Regions from separate parts of the Sus scrofa genome. Here region 1 is linked to region 2. Evidence: chromatin contacts called from public HiChIP or PLAC-seq data. All regions are on one chromosome and are shown on one strand. The core of a region is the stretch at or near the end of the contact, and the rest is flanking DNA. Distances in the headings are between cores, read along the strand shown.

Region 1 (6,409 bases), core at 3,130-5,629, 68 kb before region 2:
AAATTTCTGAAGGACATGAACTAAATAACTCAAGAAGGATAGATGAAAAGTTCAACACAAAACTAATATTTGGGGAGTTCCCGTCGTGGCGCAGTGGTTAACGAATCCGACTAGGAACCATGAGGTTGCGGGTTCGGTCCCTGCCCTTGCTCAGTGGGTTAACGATCCGGCGTTGCCGTGAGCTGTGGTGTAGGTTGCAGGCGCAGCTCAGATCCCACGTTGCTGTGGCTCTGGCGTAGGCCGGTGGCTACAGCTCTGATTCAACCCCTAGCCTGGGAACCTCCATATGCCTCGGGAGCGGCCCAAGAAATAGCAACAACAACAACAACAACAACAAAAGACAAAAAAAAAAAAAAAAAACACTAATATTTGAACATTTATCTTACCTTTTTTTCCTGACTCCTGATTTTGAAATTAGTGGTGTTTTGTCATTTATAAAAGTCACTAATGATATTTTAAAACACATTATTTCATGGTATTCTAGGACTACACCATCCGCTCTGGCTGCCTTTGGACACTCTTGAGCAAGATTTTCTTAGCAACTAGGATATATTTCACCAACAATGGGGTATATCAAGGAATAGTAATATCTGCCATTCTAATTGCTAGACTCTCAGAAAAAGTTATGTAGTAAACATGTAAATGTCAAATATAACTTCAGCTTGGGAAAACAATTTTAGCAGGAAAGAGGAAAAGTTAGTATCGTGTCTTATTATAGTGACTAAAAAATTAATATTCTTATTATCATATCAATGTTGTTACATTGAGATATTAATTCCTTCAATCTTAAAAACATCTCAAAGGCCAAATCTAAGAGACATTTATCACAAAGTTGTATTAAGGCACATTATCTGTAGGCTATATATAGTTTAATGCTTTAGGATATCAATTAGTGTGGATGTGTGTTTTAGAATATTTTAAATTAAAAAAAAAAACACACTCTGAATTTTGGTGGGTTTGATTGAATTAATCAATATGACCATCACAGGATATACTGATTCTAATATTTCCAATTAAAATAATTAACCCCATAGTAAAAGAACTTTTATAAGTACTGTTAGACCTGGTGACTTTGCAATTAAAAAGCTATTTTCTAAGCAAATAAAGCCAGCGTGCACATGACAAATGTAATAAATTGGTTCATGTCTGCAAAGCTTTCACTTAAGAGATTGCTGTCAGCATTTATAAGACAACTGGATAAGCTAATTTCCATTATTTTATGATTTTTTCATTCTCACAAGATCAGTGAATACATACCCTCAGGGAATAGTCACTTTCAGGGGCAATTTGGTCCATTCTTTCCTGCTTCTTGTACCCTTTCTTCCCTGCTGTATCATCTAAATCTTCTGGAATTCTGATGTCATATTTATCCTTATCAAAATCAAACTCTGTTGCATTTCTGTAGCTGAAAAATAATTTTTTAAACTTCACCATAACATAAGCAAGCAAGTAACTTTTAGTTAACAAAATACCTACACATGGTGTTCCCATCGTGGCTCAGTGGTTAATGAACCCTACCAGTATCCCTGAAGACAAGGGTTCGATCCCTGGCCTTGCTCAGTGGGTTAAGGATCCAGCATTGCTGTAGGCTGTGGTGCAAGTCACAAAGGTAGCTCGGATCTGGTGTTGCTACGGTTGCTGGCAGCTGTGACTCCGATGTGACCCCTAGCCTGGGAACCTCCATATGCCATGGGTGCAGCCCTAAAAAGACAAAAGACAACAACAAAAAAAATACCTACACGTGGTAGGAGTCATGGTTGGGGGAGGGAGGGAGGGAAGGAAGGAGGCAGGGAGGGAGGAAGGGAGAGGGGGAAAGAGACAGAGAGAAAGAAAAGAAAAATGAAAAGAAAAAAAGAAAAGATATCTAGGAAGCTAGAGAAAAACTGTATTCACTCACACATTGCCAGTGGGAACGTCAACTGGTAGAGTCAATATTCTGATAGTTTCTTAAATGAAATTAAACATGCAACTACCATTATGACCCAGCAATAACATTCCTGGGCATTTGTCCTAGAAAAATGATGACCATAGTCCCACAAACCTCTATGCACATGTTTTATAGCTTTATTTGTAATAACCAAAAACTGTAAACAATCCACATGTCCTTAAACAGGTGAGTGGCAAACACACTGAGGTGCATCCATACAATGCAGTACCACTCAGCAAGATAAAGGAAGCAAACAGACACACAAGAACCTGGATGACTCTTCAGTGAGTGCTGCTGAATGAAAAAAGCCAATCCCAAAAGGTTGAACGCTGTATGGTTCCAGTTGCATGTTAAAGGTTGCCAAGGATTAAGGAAGGAGTAGGTGTGGATATACAAGGGATCCTTGTGGTGATAAACACCTTGTCTACCAGTGTCAGTATCAACAGCATTACTGCACTACAGTGTTCTAAGATGTCGCCACTGGGGGAAACTGGATAAAGGGTACCTGAGAGCTACTATTTCTTACAACTTTACATGTCTACAATTATCTCAACATAAAAAGTTAGGTGTTCCTGCTGCGCACAACAGGATCAGCAGCACCAGGTTGCAGGTTCAACCACTGGCTCAGCACAGTGGGTTAAAGGATCCAGCATTGCCACAGGTGCAGCAGAGGTTGCAATTGTGTCTCAAATCTGATCCCTGGCCTGGGAACTCCATATGCATCAGGGCGGCCAAGAAGGGGGAGAAAAAAAGAAAAAATGGAAGGGTGGGTGTGGAGGGTCAGGAAACGAAGTCAGAAAAGCACAAGAATTAATGTATTTTAGACTTATCACTATTAGAGCTTTATCCCTATGAGTCAAGAGATCTTAGATCTTTTAACGTTCATCCTAAATTTTAAAACTCTGCAAAGGATTTTATCCTCACAAAGATTTCACAACACAAAAGTCTCATCTATATTACTTTTCTCAGAGTTCCCATTGTGGCTCAGGGGTAACAAATCCAACTGCAGGGATTGAACCTGTAACCACAAGGACACAGGCTCAATCCCAGGCCTTGCTCAGTGGGTTAAGGATCCGGTGTTGCCATGGTTGTGGCACAGGCCAGGGGCTACAGCTCCGATTGGACCCCTAGCCTGGGAACTTACATATGTCTCAAGCGCGGCCCTAAAAAGACAAACGTGTGTGTGTGTGTGTGTGTGTGTGTGTGTGTATAAATACACACACACACACACATATATATTACTTTTCTCAATAGATGCTGAATCCTGCTTAGCTTCACGTAATGAACCAAATGAACAATGCTTTCTCTATCCTACCCAAGTTGGGATTTGTTGGTTGTGCTTTTTTCATTTTTTTCTTTCCTTTTTTTTCTTTTAGCCACACCTATAGCATGTGGAAGTTCCCAGGCCAGGGACTGAACCCATTCCAGCCTGTGCCACAGCTGGGGCAATGCTAGATCCTTAAATGGCTACACCACAAGGGAACACGTTTTTTTTTTTTTTTCAGAAGAAATTTTTTTTTTGGTCTTTTTGCCATTTCTTGGGCCGCTCCTGCGGCAAATGGAGGTTCCCAGGCTAGGGGTCCAATCGGAGCTGTAGCTGCCAGCCTACGCCAGAGCCACAGCAACGTGGGATCCGAGCCGCGTCTGCAACCTACACCACAGCTCACGGCAACGCCGGATCATTAACCCACTGAGCAAGGGCAGAGACCAAACCCGCAACCTCATGGTTCCTAGTCGGATTCGTTAACCACTGCGCCATGACGGGAACTCCGGGAACACGTTTTTGGTAGTGTTTTTGTTGTTATTTTGTTTTTGAGGAGAGGTATAATATAACCAAGAGTAAGAACAGAATGCAATGGAGACTGCAGGGCTAGGAAATTTATTTTTAGGAATATGAAATTATCTCACATTGAAGCCAAAGTAGCTTTAATAAAATAACTTTGGAAAAGATGTATCATTAACTACGTCATAAAATGAGGAACTACCAATATATTGCTCTGAGTAACAACGGATGAATGTAATGAAACCATTCCTGCACATGCACTTTACTTCCCAAATGGTTAATAACCAGCTGAGGTCTGTATTTACCTTCTCAGATTCCAAATGATGATCCTTGTCCCCTTCGTACTCATGATAGCATCAAGTTCTGCTAGTAATTTCTGTTCCGTAGAAAACAGAGAATGTTCCAGAATTGCAGCAAGGCTCGCTTTTGATTCTGTTGAATTAATTATCTGCCGTACACCTTAAGTTAAAGACTTAGACCAACAACATATTTTTCACAATTAAAACCTGGAAACCAACTCAACTAACTGAAAAATCATCTCCTAAATTATTTTCTAAGTTTTAAAATGACAGCAGGGGAGCTCCTGTGTGGCTAAGCTGGTTAAGTATATGGCGTTGTCACTGACATGCTGCTGGTTGATCCCTAGCCCAGGAACTTCCACATGCTATGGGCATGACCAAAAAAAAGGGAACACTAATCTTAGAAGTTCCTGCTGTGGGGCAGTGGGGTTGAGGATCCAGCGTTGCCACCGCAACTTCCTATGCTGCAGGTACAGCCGAAATAAAGAAAAATAAATAAACAAAATAAAACGACAGTTTGACTTCAAATGAACACCAAGGAGGAGGAAGTATAAAGAAGTATATTATGATTCTTAACTCATTTAATGACTTCCAACATGTGAATGTTTACACAGAAGACATTTTCCTACAGATACCTTGCTTTTCATGGTCGGTAAAAACTTCAAGCCAGATCATAAGTCTTATTAGACCACACAAAAAGTGAAATAAAGAGCAGAGCTATGGGAAGCTTAACATAAAATTCAATCACCTTAAGTTAAAAACGTCCACGGCAGAGTTCCCATTGCGGCTCTGCAGCAATGAACCCAACTAGGATCCATGAGCATGCAGGTTTAATCCCTGGCCTCACGCAGTGGGTTAAAGGATCTGGCGTTGCCATGAGCTGTGGGTGTAAATCGCAGACACGGATCAGATCTGGCATTGCTACGGCTGTGGCGTATGCTGGCAGCTACAGCTCTGATTCAACCCCTAGCCCGGGGCCTTCCACATGCCGTTGGTTTGCCACCCACCCCCCCAAAAAAAAGAATGTCCATGGCACAATCCCAAGAGTGAGGAGAAAAGGACAAGCATTTAGCACCAAATGCTGGATAGAGGCAGTGGATAGGAACGAGTGCTAGAATGGAAGATATGATGAAAAAACAAGAATCTGGAGGAGGGCAAAAGGATGGAATAGTTCAGAATATTTCTTGAGAGTTTCCATTTCAAAATCCAAAGGATATGGTCTTTGCTGAATGCCACTATTGGGACAACAACATGTTCTGCTTTTATGACTTCCAAGTAGGTCTGAGACAAGAAGCCCACGCTCATGCTTTCTCCGTTTTTGGTAAAAACGATTGCATCTTTACCCAAACGCATAGAACCTGACTTGAAGCCATTCCCATACAATCCAACTGGGACGTGACCATTCATGGTGACTTTGTCACTGAAGCCAAAGCTAAAAAGAAAAAAACTCTTAATAAATACGTATAATCTTCATTTATTTTAATTCAAAAACTGCGACACCAAGTAAAAAGCCTAAGTTTGAATGCTGCCTCATCCTTCCATCCGAGTTGTATAATCTTGGGCGACTTACTTTTAATCTGTCTTCACGTGCTTCCCCATCTCTGAAATTATGGAAACCAAATCTGTGTCGTAGGGGCGAATAAGGATTACACATACTAAAACAGGAGCTCACTGCCTGGCACATCCTGGCTAAAGGGCTGAATTATAATTTAGGCTCCTGGGACCTTGAGATTTCACCCCATGAAATTTCTTCCTCTAAGTGTAAATGATTCTCTTACTTTCAACAAGCTTGATATACTATGCACTATTATGATCGGGTCAACCTACCTTTTTGTGCAGTATGAAGAGTACTTGAGAGACAGTAGAAAGGTTTCTGCTGCCGAATCTTCCCTCTACCCTGCACCTGTACTATGTATCTCAGTTCACATTTCAGGCATGTCTGGCTTCATCCTGACATTCTATTCTGTGACCCTAGAACTCCTGACTTACAACTATGCTACCTCCTCATCCTCTGAATCACTTTAAAACCACTGGTTTGGAGTTCCCGCTGTGGCTCAGGAGTTCCTGTCGTGGCTCAGCAGAAAAGGAATCTGACTAGGATCCATGAGGGACTCAGGTTTGATCCCTGGCCTCACTCGGTGGGTTAAGGATCTGGCTTTGCTATGAGCTGTGGTGTAGGTCGCAGATGTAGCTCTGATCTGGCGTTGCTGTGGCTGTGGTGTAGGCCCATAGCTGCAGCTCTGATTTGACCCCTAGCCTGGGAACCTCCATATGCCGTGGGTGCGGCCCTAAAATCAATCAATCAATCAATCAATCCACTGGTCCAGCATCCCCAAAGTGTTAAGTTTTACTGGAAATAGTAGTTAAAACTATAAAAAATAAAACTGATGTCAATATGCT
Region 2 (6,250 bases), core at 2,063-4,562:
GTGTGGACAGTGGGGGAAGCCATGCATGTGTGGGGATGGGGTAATTTCAGCAATCTCTGCATCTTCCTCTCATGTGGTGGTGAACCTAAAACTGCCCTAAAACGATAAAGTCTGGGAGTTCCCACTGGGGCTCAGTGTTAATGAGCCTGTCTAGTATCCATAAGGATGTGGGTTCGATCCCAGTCCCTACTTAGTGGGTTAAGGATCCGGCATTGCCGTGAGCTGTGGTGCAGGTGGCAGATGTGGCTTGGATCCTGAGTTGCTGTGGCTGTGGTGTAGGCTGGAAACTGCAGCACCAATTCAACCTCTAGCCTGGGAACTTCCATATGCCAAAGTGGGCCCCTAAAAAAAAGGACAAAAAAAAAGTCTTTTAAAAATTGTTTTTTTTTTTTTTTTTTTAAGAAAAAAGCAACTATTTGGCACTTCAGCCAGGGAAGGGCCCAAGGGATAATGAACCATTTCTTAAGCTGGGTAGCAAGTTCATGGTGGTGCTTTTATTCTTTAAAATGTACATGTTATATATATCCTTGTAAGCCCACCATTAGATATTAGATTTAAAAGGTCAAATAAATACAATAGAAAGATGAGAAAACAGATGTCCGGGGGGGGGCTCCACTCCCCCCCACCTCCCCCTCCAGTTGTAACAGGGCACAGCTGTTCCACCTCACGCATTTACAACAGTGGAACATCATCCATTCGCTACATCGCTACATCGACAGTCTCCCGTGTCAGCCTGTGGTGTCCCCTTTGCCTGCACCTGACCACTTGGTATTTTGTCCGAGTAAGTTTAGCTACTGCTCTGATCCTTGGCCCTACCTTCGTCTTACTGTGGCGTTTCACTTTCTTCCGGCTCCACACGGCGGCAACAGCTGCTGTTAACTGCACTCCCAGGTGGGCCGTCAAGGGGTTCAAGAAGTCTAAAATTTTCTGTCGTATGGTCTAGAAAACAGAAACAAGAAAAGGTAGAGCAGGGCAGAATGCGGGCTCTGGGGGACTAGACACCCCACCACCGGTGCCTGTGACCCCCGGGGCCAGGCTGTGCGGACCTCTCAGCATCAGGCTGTGTGATCCTGGGAAGGGGAGGGGCTGGAGCGCCACCTGGAAGCGCTCGATGAGAGGGTGGTGGGCGGCCAGGTGACCAGCCAGGCCCCCAGGTGACCAGACGGGCTGCCAGCTGAGCTGAGCAGGAAGAGACTCTTGGGGGTGATGACTACCACCTTCGAGCAGTTACCAGCAGGGCAGGGGCTCCAAGGAAGCCCCCCAAGGCTTTGCAGACGTAGTGAGAAGGGGAGGGCCAAGCAGCAGAGCTGGGACTGTTCTCCTCCTGAAAGCCCCCAGCCTCGGCTTGTCTCAACCAGCCCAGGAAGGGCTTATATTCATCAGAAAAAAATGCCTTTTCAATGTCCAAAAATACGTACATTTAACTAATTTTATTACATAACCAATTACAAATAAACCCACACGGCCCTAGACGTCACTCGTCACTCCCTTCTGCCATGCGTGGATCTCTCTCCACTCCTGAAACCTCTACGTTCCTCCCTCTGTGAAGCCTGGGGGCCCCCCAGCCTCCAACACTCACCTCCCCTGGTCAAATCCTTTCGATCTGGGTCTCAGTTCAGCCACTCTGCCTCAGCAAGGCCTCCTCCACCCCAGACTAGGTCAGGTCCCCGGGTCACACGCTGTCAGAGCTCCCTACATGTCTTTGCAGCGCTTCTCATCATCATTTTATATTATTACTATGATTTTTTCTTTGTCTTTTAGGGCCGCGGCATATGGAGGTTCCCAGGCTTGGGTTTGAATCGGAGCTGTAGCCACTGGCCTACGCCAGAGCCTATGCAACGTGGGATCCAAGCAATATCTGCAACCTACACCACAGCTCACGGCAACACTGGATCCTTAACCCACTGAGCAAGGCCAGGGATCGAACCCGTGTCCTCATGGATGCTAGTCGGGTTTGTTAACCACTGAGCCACGATGGGAAACTCATCATCATTTAAAAATTGATGGTTATATGTCTGTGTCTGCCAGGAGGACAAGGACTTACTTCATCTCCCTTATCCACTCATGTATTAACAGGGCCTGGTCCACAGCAGCGGGCAGGCAAATATCTGTCAAATGAATGAATTTACTCTGGGCTTACTATGTCCCCGCTGCCCTTGTTTGGCATCATGTTAGATACTGCTGAGCGTGGGATGGGCAGGTCCTTTCCCTCCCACCACGGTGTCTGCTCAGGAGACAGGATGGAGGTCCCAGCTCAAGACCTTGGGTCCTTCAGAGAGGGCTTGAGCAGAGGGCTTGATCAATCTTAGCCACTGCCAAATGGAATCTTCTCAATAGCCCAGTAGGTAGGCCACTAATAACAGACTCACTTCACAGAGGAGGAAACCGAGGCTCAGCCCACCTCTTGTCTGTAGAAAAGCTTTATAGTCTCCTGGGCCTTCCCTAAGTTGCAAAAGCCTGACTCAAGAATTAATGATTGGGAGTTCCTGTCGTGGCTCAGTGGTTAATGAATCTGACTAGGAACCATGAGGTTGTGGGTTCGATTTCTGGCCTCGCTCAGTGGGTTGAAGATCCGGTGTTGGCATGAGCTGTGGTGTAGGCTGCAGATGCGGCTCGGATCTGGCATTGCTGTGGCTCTGGTGTAGGCCGGTGGCTACAGCTCCGATTCGACCCCTAGCCTGGGAACCTCCATATGCTGCGGGAGCAGCCCTAGAAAAGGCAAAAAGACAAAAAAATAAAAAATAAAAAATAAAAATTAATGATTGGAGTTCCCATTGTGGCTCAGCGGTAACAAATCTGACTAGCATCCATGAGGATGCAGGTTCAAATCTCTGGCCTCGCTCAATGGGTTAAGGACTCTGTGTTGCTGCGGCTGTGGTGTAGGCCAATAGCTGCAGCTCTGATTCAGCCCCTAGCCTGGGAACCTCCATATGCGGCGGGAGCAGCCCTAGAAAAGGCAAAAAGACAAAAAATAAATAAATAAATAAATAAAAAATAAAAATTAATGATTAGATTTCCCATTGTTGCTCAGCGGTAACAAATCTGACTAGCATCCATGAGGATGCGGGTTCAAATCTCTGGCCTCGCTCAATGGGTTAAGGACTCCGCGTTGCTGCGGCTGTGGTGTAGGCCAATAGCTGCAGCTCTGATTCAGCCCCTAGCCTGGGAACGTCCATATGCTCCGGGGATGACCCTAAAAAAGCAAAAAAAACCCCTAAAAAGATTAATGATTGAAAGGATATGAACATGTAGTGACATGTAGCAGTTGAGCCAGGAGGAACTGGTAACAATGTAAACAAATTAGTCATATGGCAGTCACAGAATCTTTAGTTCCTCCATGAAGTACACAGATAATCGTGTCTGGGGCACATTCCTAAGTTGTTGTACAGATACTAAAACTCCTACCAAATAGAAGAAGCAAACTGCATGATGGTCATGAGGATGTAGCCCCCAGCCAGGCTGGAGCCTGAAGACTGATGCTCACCCCTGCAACATCACCCTGTTACCCCATCATCAACTAGTCAGAGGATTGTGAATGAGCTGATTACACACCTTTCAAAGGTCCCCTCGTGGTCCTTAAAAACTTCCCTGAAATTCAATGGGGAGTCCGGGTTTGTGGGCACTAGCTGCCTGTCCCTCTTGTCCAGTACGGACCATGAACGATGCCCTTTCCTTCCCCACAATCCAGTGTCAGCAGACCGACTTTACTGCGTGCGGGAGAGTGGACCGACCCAAGTTTGATTCAGTAATAGAACTAGAAGTGCTCTAGGTTGTGTGCTGCTGGTTTAATAAAAAAACTCAGATGCCTCAATGCATATTCAAGGCATCACTGAAAGCAGAGATTAGCTGTCTTAGCAGAGATGCTTCTGAGAAACAGGGTGAGAATGTCAGGTCTCTCACTTGAACCCCCAGCCACCAAAACCCCAGAGACTGTATTTATTTATTTTTTTTTAAGGGTAAAGGTGAAAATAAACTGAAAACTACTCACAAAGCCTTTCTTCCCGTGAATAGGAAACTTATTCCAATAAACAAACGGGAGACTTCTACCTCCAACTTCCCTCTAATGTGGGTTTCACTGAGCACGTGAGGTTTGATTACTTATGTATATATCCCTGCACATTTTTATTTGGGGTGGGACAATACAAGTCAAAGGAAATCACAGACCCACAGAGGAAGCTCTCTTACTTTGGTGGTTTTAAAGTAAACCGAAGAGGATCCTTTCGTGGCTCCAAGGAGATCCACGGGTCTCTTTTGAGTCTCCTCCTTTCTGAGAACATTCCAGAGAAGGGCCATGGTGTTAACAATTCGGGGCAGCTCTTCCAGAATAGCATTCTTGGCATTTTTCAAATTGGTAGGGTCACTCACAGCTGTGGCCTGGAAAAAGAAAAAAAAAAAAAAAAAAAAGGAACATGTGAGACTCACTGGTCTGTGGTGCGTTTCCCTTTCTGTGAGGATGCTGTGCTGGTGGGATGAAGGCTGAGCTGCAGCACCCTCCCCAGGGAGGCCCACATGTGCTTGGAAAGTAAGATGTCTCCCTAAGCATTTATTTTTAGTATTTTTTTTTTTTTTGGCTGCACTCGTGGCATATGGAAATTCCCAGACTAGGAGTCGAACTGGAGCTGCAGCTGCCGGCCTACACCACAGCCACAGCAACGCAGGATCTGAGCCTCTTCTGCAACCTACACCATAGCTCACGGCAACACCGGATCCTTAACCCCCTGAGCAAGGCCAGGGATCGAACCTGCATCCTTATGGATACTAGTAGAGTTCGTTACCACTGAACCATGATGGGAACTCCCTCCTTGAGCATTTAAGCCCAGACCTTTCTTTCAAAGAGGGATGCCTGCGAGTCTGAGACTCCTCATCACACACTCTTCAATCACTCAGCCAAAGCACTAGCTGTGTTCTAAAATTTAATCCCAGATAGGGTAGAGCAACCAACAGTTAAAACATCTTCAGATTCCATAAGGTCAAGTGAAAAAAATACATGGGAGAAAGATTACATTCTATCTCACACTGGTTGAGGCTGAAGCTGCCCACAGGAAGTTCTAGCAAGAACAAAACCATATTTGCATTACTCACATACATTTGCATCTATCTGCATACACATCTGCATTATTCACATGTGTATTCAATTGCATTAACATGTGCATATATATTTGTGTTACTCACATATAAACATTTCTTAATTGAAACAGAACCCCAATGAAGACAAAACAATATATGAAAACTATCCCAGACTCAGGAAAAAAATGATTTACCTTTTTGTTGTGGTTGGGTTGTTCCAAAAGACAAAAATGACTAATGGTTGTTAGACCTTCCAAAAGAGTGAGTGGATAATCTGGAGAAACGTTTTCCCTCTTGGAGGTTATGCTTTAGTGAAGAAACAAGAAATTGGTTTTGAGAATTTTATTTTATTTTATTTATTTTTTATTTTTTTTGCTATTTCTTTGGGCCGCTCCCGCGGCATATGGAGGTTCCCAGGCTAGTGGTTGAATCGGAGCTGTAGCCACCGGCCTACGCCAGAGCCACAGCAACGCGGGATCCGAGCCGTGTCTGCAATCTACACCACAGCTCGCGGCAACGCCGGATCGTTAACCCACTGAGCAAGGGCAGGGATCGAACCCGAAACCTCATGGTTCCTAGTCGGATTCGTTAACCACTGCGCCACGATGGGAACTCTGGTTTTGAGAATTTTAAAAAATGAGGCCATAAAGGTTTTTAATCCTACATATAAACATAGAAACCAGAGAGCTATCACTACCTTAAAAAACTGGGCTCCTGTAATGAAATACTGTTATGATATTGATAGGCATCTTCTGTGCTGTTTTACATTTATATAGTCGCTTTGGAAAAATGTTTTCAGATGGTTCAGAATTTCCATGAAGAAGATTCACATTTCTATTTCTGTTTTGCAAAAAGAATGGAGTGACTGACTCGTCCTATCTAGCCTGGGTAGCCACGTAGAATTAAAAATAAAGGAGCTGAACATTTAGCTCCTTGTTATACCCCTCTTGATGATGCTAACGAGGTTTTTGATTAGGTTGAAGTGCCCCGCCAATCGGCTTCTAGGGCAAATCAGCCACTTGTGACAAAAGCTATGATTAAAGCAATAGCAGCACATCAAAGGGTGCACTGTACCTGACAGAGAGCTTCACGGATTCGCTTTCATACTGCCTGACCAGCTCGTCCAAGTTTTTGCAAATCTGGACCAGGAAGGGTGTCACTGTCCAGCCCAGGGACTTCCCAA

Evidence for each region. HiChIP or PLAC-seq counts read pairs in DNA pulled down with a chosen protein or histone mark.
Region 1: a contact with region 2 is called in an H3K27ac HiChIP or PLAC-seq map of alveolar macrophages. The contact joins two enhancer-like sites. A contact is called at or near these places in 17 of 47 Hi-C or Micro-C datasets (alveolar macrophages, blood, embryonic fibroblasts and 9 more) and 2 of 2 datasets of contacts at active chromatin or transcription factors (alveolar macrophages and skeletal muscle).

Annotation. Positions count from the first base shown.
Region 1 is chr13:200,010,256-200,016,664 of Sscrofa11.1, reverse strand. It overlaps MORC3 (MORC family CW-type zinc finger protein 3), which reads right to left. Exons shown (of 17, transcript XM_003132764.4): 4 at 5,227-5,441; 5 at 4,016-4,163; 6 at 1,258-1,405. Among named protein-coding and RNA genes, the nearest start is that of MORC3, 17 kb to the right of the region's middle. Within about 2 kb of position 4,379, at least 1 of the 83 cell types and tissues checked has an H3K27ac peak or open chromatin away from gene starts, as enhancers often do. A contact at or near this core is called in alveolar macrophages, where this site is marked.
Region 2 is chr13:199,941,388-199,947,637 of Sscrofa11.1, reverse strand. It overlaps DOPEY2 (protein dopey-2), which reads right to left. Exons shown (of 39, transcript XM_003132763.4): 21 at 6,142-6,250; 22 at 5,262-5,373; 23 at 4,186-4,374; 24 at 817-939. Among named protein-coding and RNA genes, the nearest start is that of MORC3, 52 kb to the left of the region's middle. Within about 2 kb of position 3,312, at least 6 of the 83 cell types and tissues checked have an H3K27ac peak or open chromatin away from gene starts, as enhancers often do. A contact at or near this core is called in alveolar macrophages, where this site is marked.